2 separate regions of the Danio rerio genome follow, and region 2 is linked to region 1. The links are chromatin contacts, called in public Hi-C maps. All regions are on one chromosome and are shown on one strand. Each heading gives the region's core, a stretch centred on a gene start, on an enhancer-like site or on the middle of the called end of the contact. The rest is flanking DNA. Distances are from core to core; before and after follow the strand shown.

Region 1 (4,415 bases), core at 439-2,938:
ATATATTTTATACATTTAAAATATTTTGGAACAGTAGCTAAACAATTCAAATATATCATTGACGTCTGCTGTCTTCATTAGTTTCAAAAACACTAAATAAAAAAATCTTTCACATACCAAGTTAGGAATGGTATAACTTAATAAAATTTGGATTTGGTTTTAAAACCTTGACTTTTCCAAACCGCGATGTACCTTGAAAACCTTTATCGTCCCATGCCTAGTTCTGTCATTCTGGATCCAGGTATTGAGTACATTTGAGTACCCTGTGTAAAATTAGCTATAATTGTATATTAGTGTAAAAATGTCTATTATTTTAAGAAATATTTGATAATAAAGTAAATAAGTGTTTTGTCGCAGCAGCAAAATGTCACCTTTTTTTATCTAAAATTTAAAATTTATGGAAACCATTTTGTTAAAACTTCTTTTCTTAAAGCAGTACTCACAGTAAATTGTTTTCATATAATTTGGTTAGGAATGTATATGTTTATAAATTAATATGCTCCTACTTTTCTTAAGACTTTTTGAGCAAATTTGTGTTTAAAATAATTTAGAATTAATCATTTTTTATCATTTTTTCTGTTCTCACACAATTTAACAATTATATAGCTTTGGTTTATGTGCAACTAAAAAAATGAATACTGTAAAAAGACAACAGCAGTGACAACATGCAATAACATAGTAATAACACAGTAACATTCAAAATGTGAGTTTATTACACATTCACTATGGCCAAAAATGTTATTGACCATAAAATACAAGACAATAATATTACTAAAAATAATAATAATTAAAAAAAACCTGAATAGCCCTCCGTTTGGGCCTTGTTATAACTGTCTGAAAGTAATGTGTGGTGTAAATGAACATTTTAGGTTCCACAGTGCAACTTTCAGGGAAGATCTCAGAAGATCTTTTCTTTTTTTAGAACTTTCTAATAATCTGAAGAATTGAAAGGTTCAATGGAAGTTTATTTGTCTAACTGTGAATGCCAATAAAAACCTTTATTTTTAGAGTGCAGTGAGCTGTCAACCATTGTGAATGAATCATTAATTTAGTGCATCAGTAACTAGTTGAGTCTGATTCATGAAGAATCATTCATGAACAAACAGGTTAGGAAAAACCACATCATTTAAAAAGACTTGACATTTTAAAGATCCGATCCTACTGATTTGTTTATAAAACTGACACGAGGGTGAGTAAATGAAGACAGAAATCCCTTTTTGGATGAACTACTCTTTTAACTGTGTGGCAAACAACAAAAGAGAAAAAAAGAGGTGCTCAAAGAAGAGGAAAAATAAAGCAGAATCGCGGCTCACTGGGGACAGACTTTGACATATAAGCCACTGGACCTGTTAACAACATTTATTATTGTGGGAAAGAGACAAAGGAGCAAATTTATCTCCACGACAGATCTGAGCTATTTATGCTAATACAGACTACAGACTATTCTCCTTCACCAGGGCCTCAAAAGGGTCATATTGTTACAAAGCAGGAAATTACACGAACTGTACATCATACAGCCTGACAACTCCTGACTATTTGGGAATTGTGCCAAGCGATTCCTTCCATAAAAAGGTCAGGGAAAGCTATAAAGGCCTCACACCTGCCCTCTCGTTCATTCATTCCCTCTCTCTTTGATCTTCTGCCTTTCCCCCTCTCAGCAGCCGAGACGGCTAATTTATGGAAATTCGCTCCGGCAAATTCCTGCATGTCATGAATGTTAATGAGGCAAAGATCCGCATGACAATGGAGAGAACGCTTTACAGGGTGTCTGAAAAAATACCAAACCTCTGCTGAAGACGGGACGTGTGCGATATGAAATCTGCTGACTAACCTGCCATTAAACTCCACATGCAGCCACAGACAAATGAGCAACACAAAGTCACGGGAAAACGCAGGGCCACGATAAGGCAATTAATGCTGTGCTTTAAAACCTACTGAGACAGCATTTTTGGACACTGTTTAAACATCATGCCTAGAAAGGCAGATCAGTATTCAATGACAGAAGGTATGAAATATTAATGTTAAAGTTTTTTCAACGTTTATTTTTTCCCCAAATTTCTGTTTAACAGACAGCAGATTTTTTTTTTCAACCCATTTCTAAACATAACAGTTTTAATAACTAATTTCTATTAACAAATTTATTTTATCTTTGCCATGATGACGGCACACTAGATATTTTTACTAGATGTTTTTTAAGACACATACATAGTTTAAAGCTACATTAAAAGGCTTAACTAGGTTAATTAGGTTAACTAGGCAGGTTAGGGTAATTAGGCAAGTTATTCTTTAACGATGGTTTGTTCTGTACTATCGAAAAAAAATAGCTAAAAGGGGCTAATAATTTTGATCAAAACTGTTTTTTTTTTTTTTTTTTTAAATAAAAAGCTTTTATTCTAGCCAAAATAAAACAAATAAGACTTTCTCCAGCAGAAAAAATATGATCAGACATACTGTGAAAATTTCCTTGCTCTGTTAAACATCATCTGGGAAACATTTAAAAAAAGAAGAAAATTCAAAGGGGGGCTAATAGTCCTGATTTCAACTGCATATTAAAATGACAGTATGTAATTTGAGCTTTTCAACACCGCGTAAGTAGGGTTTCTGCAGGTTTCTTTAAGTGAAATTTAGGACTTTTAAGACCCTTTTAAGAACATTATAAATGAAATTTTAGATTTATAGGTGTTAGTGATTTTTTCTAATAGCCCAGTTACTTCTGTATATAGTTGTTGTAATAATTGAAGATTATGTAAAGGGATGTGTTACTTTATTTTTCTTTTCCTGGTTAGGGAATTTAATTTGTAGAATTTCCTGTAAACATGTCTAACAGCTTTAAATTGTACTGATTTGTAACTTTAAATTGTAAATTTGTAACTTTGAACAGTTTTGAATTGTATCTCTTTGCAACTTATATATATATAAGTTTAACTATATATATTATATATAGTATAAGATCTGTCGAAGACCTTTTTAAAAAATGTAAGACCTACAACACAATATTTCAGTGAATTCAAGACTTTTTAAGGCCTAAAATGGAGCTTTTACATTTTAAGACAGTTTAAGAGTTTTTTTTAAGACAGACACCCTGATAAAAAGAAGAAAAAAGTCTAAATTTGACCACACTTTTCTTTTTGAAGCAACTGTCCTGATGTCAAAATGGAAAAATGTATTAATAATTAATAATTTAATAACATTATACATTAAATTGAATATTTCTTTCTTTTTTATTTTATTTCCGTTTAATATCCTATGTTCATAAGCATCTTCTACAGTACATCAATAATGCATATAAAAACAGCTTTAGTTATTTAATGAATTGATGTTTATAAATCGTTGTGTTGTAAGTGCCCAAATTCATTGTATAATCCATAACATCTCAGACGTGCACACCCACAATGACACTCAGATGGGTAAACGCTTGACAGATTTAGAGTCAGCCCTCCCTAGTGCGATGGATTAAATCAGATACTCTACTGGCTAATCCTCTCAAAGTGAGGTTTACGGTACACAACCAGACAGAGAAAAGGACACGACCTCGTCGTCCTTAAGAGCTGGACATCGCTCAGTCTTTTGGCCTTTAAGGCTCTTCCACTCTTGTTTCCCCTCTCCAGTAATTTCTCTTCTCATTCAGATTTCTCTTGAACAGACGGACTTCCTCTCTCTCTGGCTTTCCCTCTGTGATCACTTCCCCGGCTGTGATAGAAGACAGATCTCCCTCCATCTGCATGACAGGCTGCACATGTGCGATAGTCTGCTGATTTCTGTATTCCTGTGGTCTGTTATTTCCTCTCTATCCCTCAGGATTACCCCTCGACTACCCCAGCGGGGTCCTGACCTCCTCCAAAGCCTCTCACTATGTGTGGATATTTGTGGAAGTCACCTATTAACCATATCACCTGTTAAACATTTCCTTCAAACGGGACATTTTGTGTATATTATCATGATGTAGTGCAACCAGTGACGTGTGAAAAGCATGTTTGGAAAAGATGCAATCAGTTTTGTGTCAATAGGGGCACAATAAGTAATGAAATGTAATATACTAAGTATTATAATATAATTTAAGTATTATAATATATATATTTTTATACTTTACATTCATTCATTAATTTTCCTTTGACTTAGTCTCTATTTCAGAGGTTGCCACAGTGGAATGAACCGTCAACTATTCCAGCATATGTTTTATGCACCGGATGCCATTCCAGCTGCAACCCAGTATTGAGAAACACCCATACACACTTATTCACACACGCACGCACACACACTCACTTTGGACAATCTATGAACAATTTAGTTTATTAAATTCACCTATACCGCATGTCTTTGGACTGGGGGAAACCAGAGCACCCAGAAAAAACCCACACAGAAATGTCAACTGACCCAGCCGGGACTCAAACCAGCGACCTTCTTGCTGTGAGGCG
Region 2 (4,338 bases), core at 1,203-3,702, 51 kb after region 1:
TACCAACACAAGAATTACATTGCAAATTACATTATAAAACAAATAAAAAATAAGCCACTTAAAAAAGCTTATAATATTATTAAATATGATTAATATTGTACTTTAAAATAAAAATGGCGAGCAAATTCTCCAAAAATATCATAGTGTTCTCAAACTTTTGATGAACGGATAGACAATGCATAGATGAATAATACATGTTGATCACAAAATGTCATTATAACAATGACAGGATCATATTTCATCTGTAATTTTAAAATAACATTCCACAGCCTTCACTCAAAAAAGTTTTAGCTGATTGTTCAGGTGTAGTTGTGTGCATGGTTTTCTCCCAAAAAACTAAAAAGTTTTTTGTCTTTCAGTATTCGTTTATCTACTGTTCTGTGACTTCATTCACTTTTTAAATGTCAAAAGGAAGGGGCAGACAGCTTGATAGAGAAAGAATAGACTCTCTTTCGTCGAGGGCTTACGTTAGCTGAGATTAGAGCGTTACATGATGACCTTAGAGCAATGACTGAATCAGCCGTGTATTGTGCAAGAGTGTTGCTGCTAATATTAATATAATTAAAAGAATTTAATATTATTGTGATGTTCAAGATTTGTAAAGTCATACATCTCCAGATAAATCAAAAGAGCAACCACAAGTCTCTCCTCCATTTTCAAAAGTCTCTGTTGTTGTCTTGACAACACAAACACTGCAAGAACCTCAATAGAAACCCAGCATCTGCTTTCATTTGATTGGAGAATTAAAAAAGACGCACATGAGTGACGTAACACGGTTTTTCCCCTCAGAGTTGACTTTTTTCAACTGCAAGCGCAAGCCACACAAGAGAAAAAACGCTTGCGCAGTTGGTAGTTAAAACGCGAGGCGTGCAGGGCGCATAAGTAGTGCGCAAAACGCTCTCGGTCATTAGTAAATCATTCAAAAAAGGGGCTTTTCAATGCAAAAAGTGCATTCGGTGTGATTGGCCCCTAAGACTGCATTTACACTGCAGATCTTGATGGTCAATTCCGATTTTGTGGCTGCATCTGATTTTTTTGATGACCAGCTTACATCAATTTTTAAAAGCGACTCGTATCCGATTATCTGCATTTACACGACAAATGGCAAAAGGTGCAATATTAGGAGAAAAAAATAATAATAAAAAGAGCGGGGGGCTCTGACTGACAGCTGATAATAAAAAAAACACGCTCTTTTCTCAATTCATGTATTATATCTGTTTGCAGGCTTCCTTTTTTTAAAATTCTTTTGTATTTTACTATAGTTTATGACTGAAAAAGTTGTCATTTTACCATCTTTTTTTAAAATCTAGGCTTCTTTAAACCATTAGGCATCCTCATATAATGTCCATGGCATGATTTATGCACAGATGTATGCAACCATTTTAGTTTATATTGATTACGTGGCGGATGTTGCTCCGAAAGGAAAGCATCAGACTTGACGTCAATCGTTGTGGTTTTTAGTGACACGCGACTTGCAGGTGAAAATTTGATCTACCTGCTTACACTACCGACACGAGGGCACAGATCCGATTCATATCAGATAAATTTCCACATATGAACAAGGCCTGAATCTGATTTGAGTAAATTGGAATCCATGTAAATTTTTCCAACATGAGTCATATCCAATCTGTGCCACATGAGAGAAAAAAACATTGTAATTAAGTCAATTGAAGCATGCAGTGTAAATGCAGCCTATAACTGCTTGTTCAAACTACTTATTTAAGATAAGTTAAAAGGGGTTTTGAGGACAACTTGAGGTTTTTGGGACAACTTAATTGTTTTATGTTAAATCCACTTCAATAGTGTAGGGACAAAATGAATTGTGTAAAATCACACGAGTTTTACAGTGTTCCAACACAACACAGCTTATAAAATCATTTGACAGCACTGTGCTCGCCCCACATGTCTGTGTGTTGGTGTGTGGTCATTTACAGCTGTGTCACTTTATCTGCTCAATATGTTTGTTTGAACAGTCTGCGCATGGACCCCGGCCATTGATTCTTTCTGCTGCATGTGTGTGTGTGGATACATTCTGCATGATCAATGTCTCACATAAAAACGGATTGTGAGATGATCACTAATGAGATGGCATATCACGATAGGCTCTCAAATATACCTTTTAACCATAAACATCCAGTCTTGCATGCAACAGCAAAGAAACTGCTGCTAAAACGCAAGGGAACACCAACCTCCTAGGATTTACCAACTTGATAAGAACACCGAGTATCCTGACAATGTGTGTCTGTCTATATGTAGAGATTGCGCTCAGATTGAATAAGAATACTCAATACAGACACGCTCGTCTCTGAAAGAATCACCAGGCATCAAGCTGCGCCTCTAGTACTGTAATCATTGAGGCTGATAAAAGGCTTTTCACAGTCCTCCACCTGCCAGCGATGTGTGGAGCGATGACTCACCAGGCATCCATCACCTCACTGCAGAGTGACTCAGTTACAGCAAACTCGCAGGTCATTTAAGGGGAGGCTGACGCACTGCAGCGGCTCAAAACACCTGTGCGTAATGCGCCCTTTCCCCCTGTTAAACAGCCTCAACAAGCGACCCAGAGTAACCTAGAAGAATTTACAACACCAAAGCGGGTTTCCTGTTTACATACTCTTAGTAACACTTCAGTTGTGCAGAACATTATTTTTGTAGCAACAAGCTTAAAGAGACTCTTTTATGCTATTTGTAAACTTCTGAATTGCTTCATCCAAGTAATAAGAAAGAAAGAATTATACTTCATAATTCACACTGCAGCATCACATATTTTGAATGGTTAATTCAAGGCCACTCTAAACCCCTCCTTTCTGAGTCTACATTCTCAAAACTTCTACAGTTCACTAAAGAGTCTTTTTGGATTTTTTTTTTCTTCTTAGAATGGAGAGCATTTTTAAACTCTACTTGAATATGTCATCATAGGACACGAAGCTAATGAATTAGGCGGTTGTGAATGCACTCAAAATCATTTGCAGAGGTTAAAAATACTAATGTACAATAATGTAAAGTGGCAAAGACTGCTAATTTTACTTCTGTGTATTGTCAGGACTTTATCTTTTTTTCTTTGCAATTTATGGTAACACTATTTTGATGGTCCATTTGAGTATTAGTTGACTGTCTGCTAAATATCTGTTAATACTGCTCCTTCAACAGACATTTAACTGACTATAAGAAACTTTGTAAGTACATGTCAACTTACATGAACCCTAACCTAATAGTCTACCTCTAATATAATGAGAATTAGTTGGCATGTAGATGCAATGTAACTTCAATTCAACAAACGGAACGTCAAACTAAAGGGTGACCCAATTTACTAATCAACAAAGATGACAGTTTAGCCACCAAGCCAGTAATTTTACCATTTTAGTTTTAGTTACCATTTAAGTTTACCATTAACGTTTGCCGTGTATTAACTTCGTAGAATAAAATGTTAAATGAAATAAAATGTTCATTCCGCTGTGGCGACCCCATACTATAAAAGGACTAAGCCGAAAAGAAAATGAATGAATACATTCATCCATTCATTTATTTACCTTTCAGCATAGTCCCTTTATTAATCAGGGGTCGCCACAGCGGAATGAACTGCCAATTTATCCAGCATATGTTTTACGCAGCGAATGCCCTTCCATATATATATATATATATATATATATATATATATATATATATATATATATATATATATATATATATATATATATTTTTTTTTTTTAAAGACACTTCTAAACAGCTAAACAGCTTAAAATGAAATTTAAAGGCTTAACTAGATTAATTAGGTCAGGGTAATTAGGCAAGTTATTGTACGATGTTCTGTAGACTATCGGAAAAAATATAGGGTCAAAAAAAATATGGTGTTGTAATGGGGCTAAAGGTTTTGACTTTAAAATGGTTTAAAATTTCTTCCAAGCTGCTTTTATTCTAGCCAAAATAAAACAAATAAGACTTTCTCCAGAAGAAAAAATATTATCAGACATACTGCCAAATTTTCCAATTTTTTTGTTGAGTGTCGTCACTGGTTTAACAGTAACACTGTATTTTTTAAAACCTTCATTTGGAGCGTCAAGTTGCTTTAAAATGATAATTTTAATCTTTACCATAAACATCAGTGTTTTGTTAGTCTAAATATTGATAAGTTTAATAGGCTGAAATGACAAAGAGGGGGCTATAGTCTAACTAAAAAGTGTCCACTGAAATATGTCATAATTTAAAAACAAACAAACAAACAAACAAACAAACAAACAAACAAACAAACAAACAAACAAACAAACATTTAGTACAGTCTAATATTAAGGATTTTGCCATTCGAGTATTTCTAGAATTCTGGTAATTCTAGTGTTAATG

What was found. Hi-C and Micro-C count contacts between places; a contact is called where the count stands out from the background.
Region 2: a contact with region 1 is called in a Hi-C map of embryo, with 1.4 times the contacts expected there. The contact joins two enhancer-like sites. A contact is called at or near these places in 3 of 18 Hi-C or Micro-C datasets (caudal fin, embryo and an unstated tissue).

What each region holds. Positions count from the first base shown.
Region 1 is chr20:26,620,648-26,625,062 of GRCz12tu, forward strand. All of the region lies in intron 2 of bach2b (BTB and CNC homology 1, basic leucine zipper transcription factor 2b), which reads right to left. Among named protein-coding and RNA genes, the nearest start is that of gja10b, 46 kb to the left of the region's middle. Within about 2 kb of position 1,689, at least 12 of the 62 cell types and tissues checked have an H3K27ac peak or open chromatin away from gene starts, as enhancers often do.
Region 2 is chr20:26,671,174-26,675,511 of GRCz12tu, forward strand. The region is part of intron 1 of bach2b (BTB and CNC homology 1, basic leucine zipper transcription factor 2b); the gene reads right to left. Among named protein-coding and RNA genes, the nearest start is that of bach2b, 66 kb to the right of the region's middle. Within about 2 kb of position 2,453, at least 17 of the 62 cell types and tissues checked have an H3K27ac peak or open chromatin away from gene starts, as enhancers often do.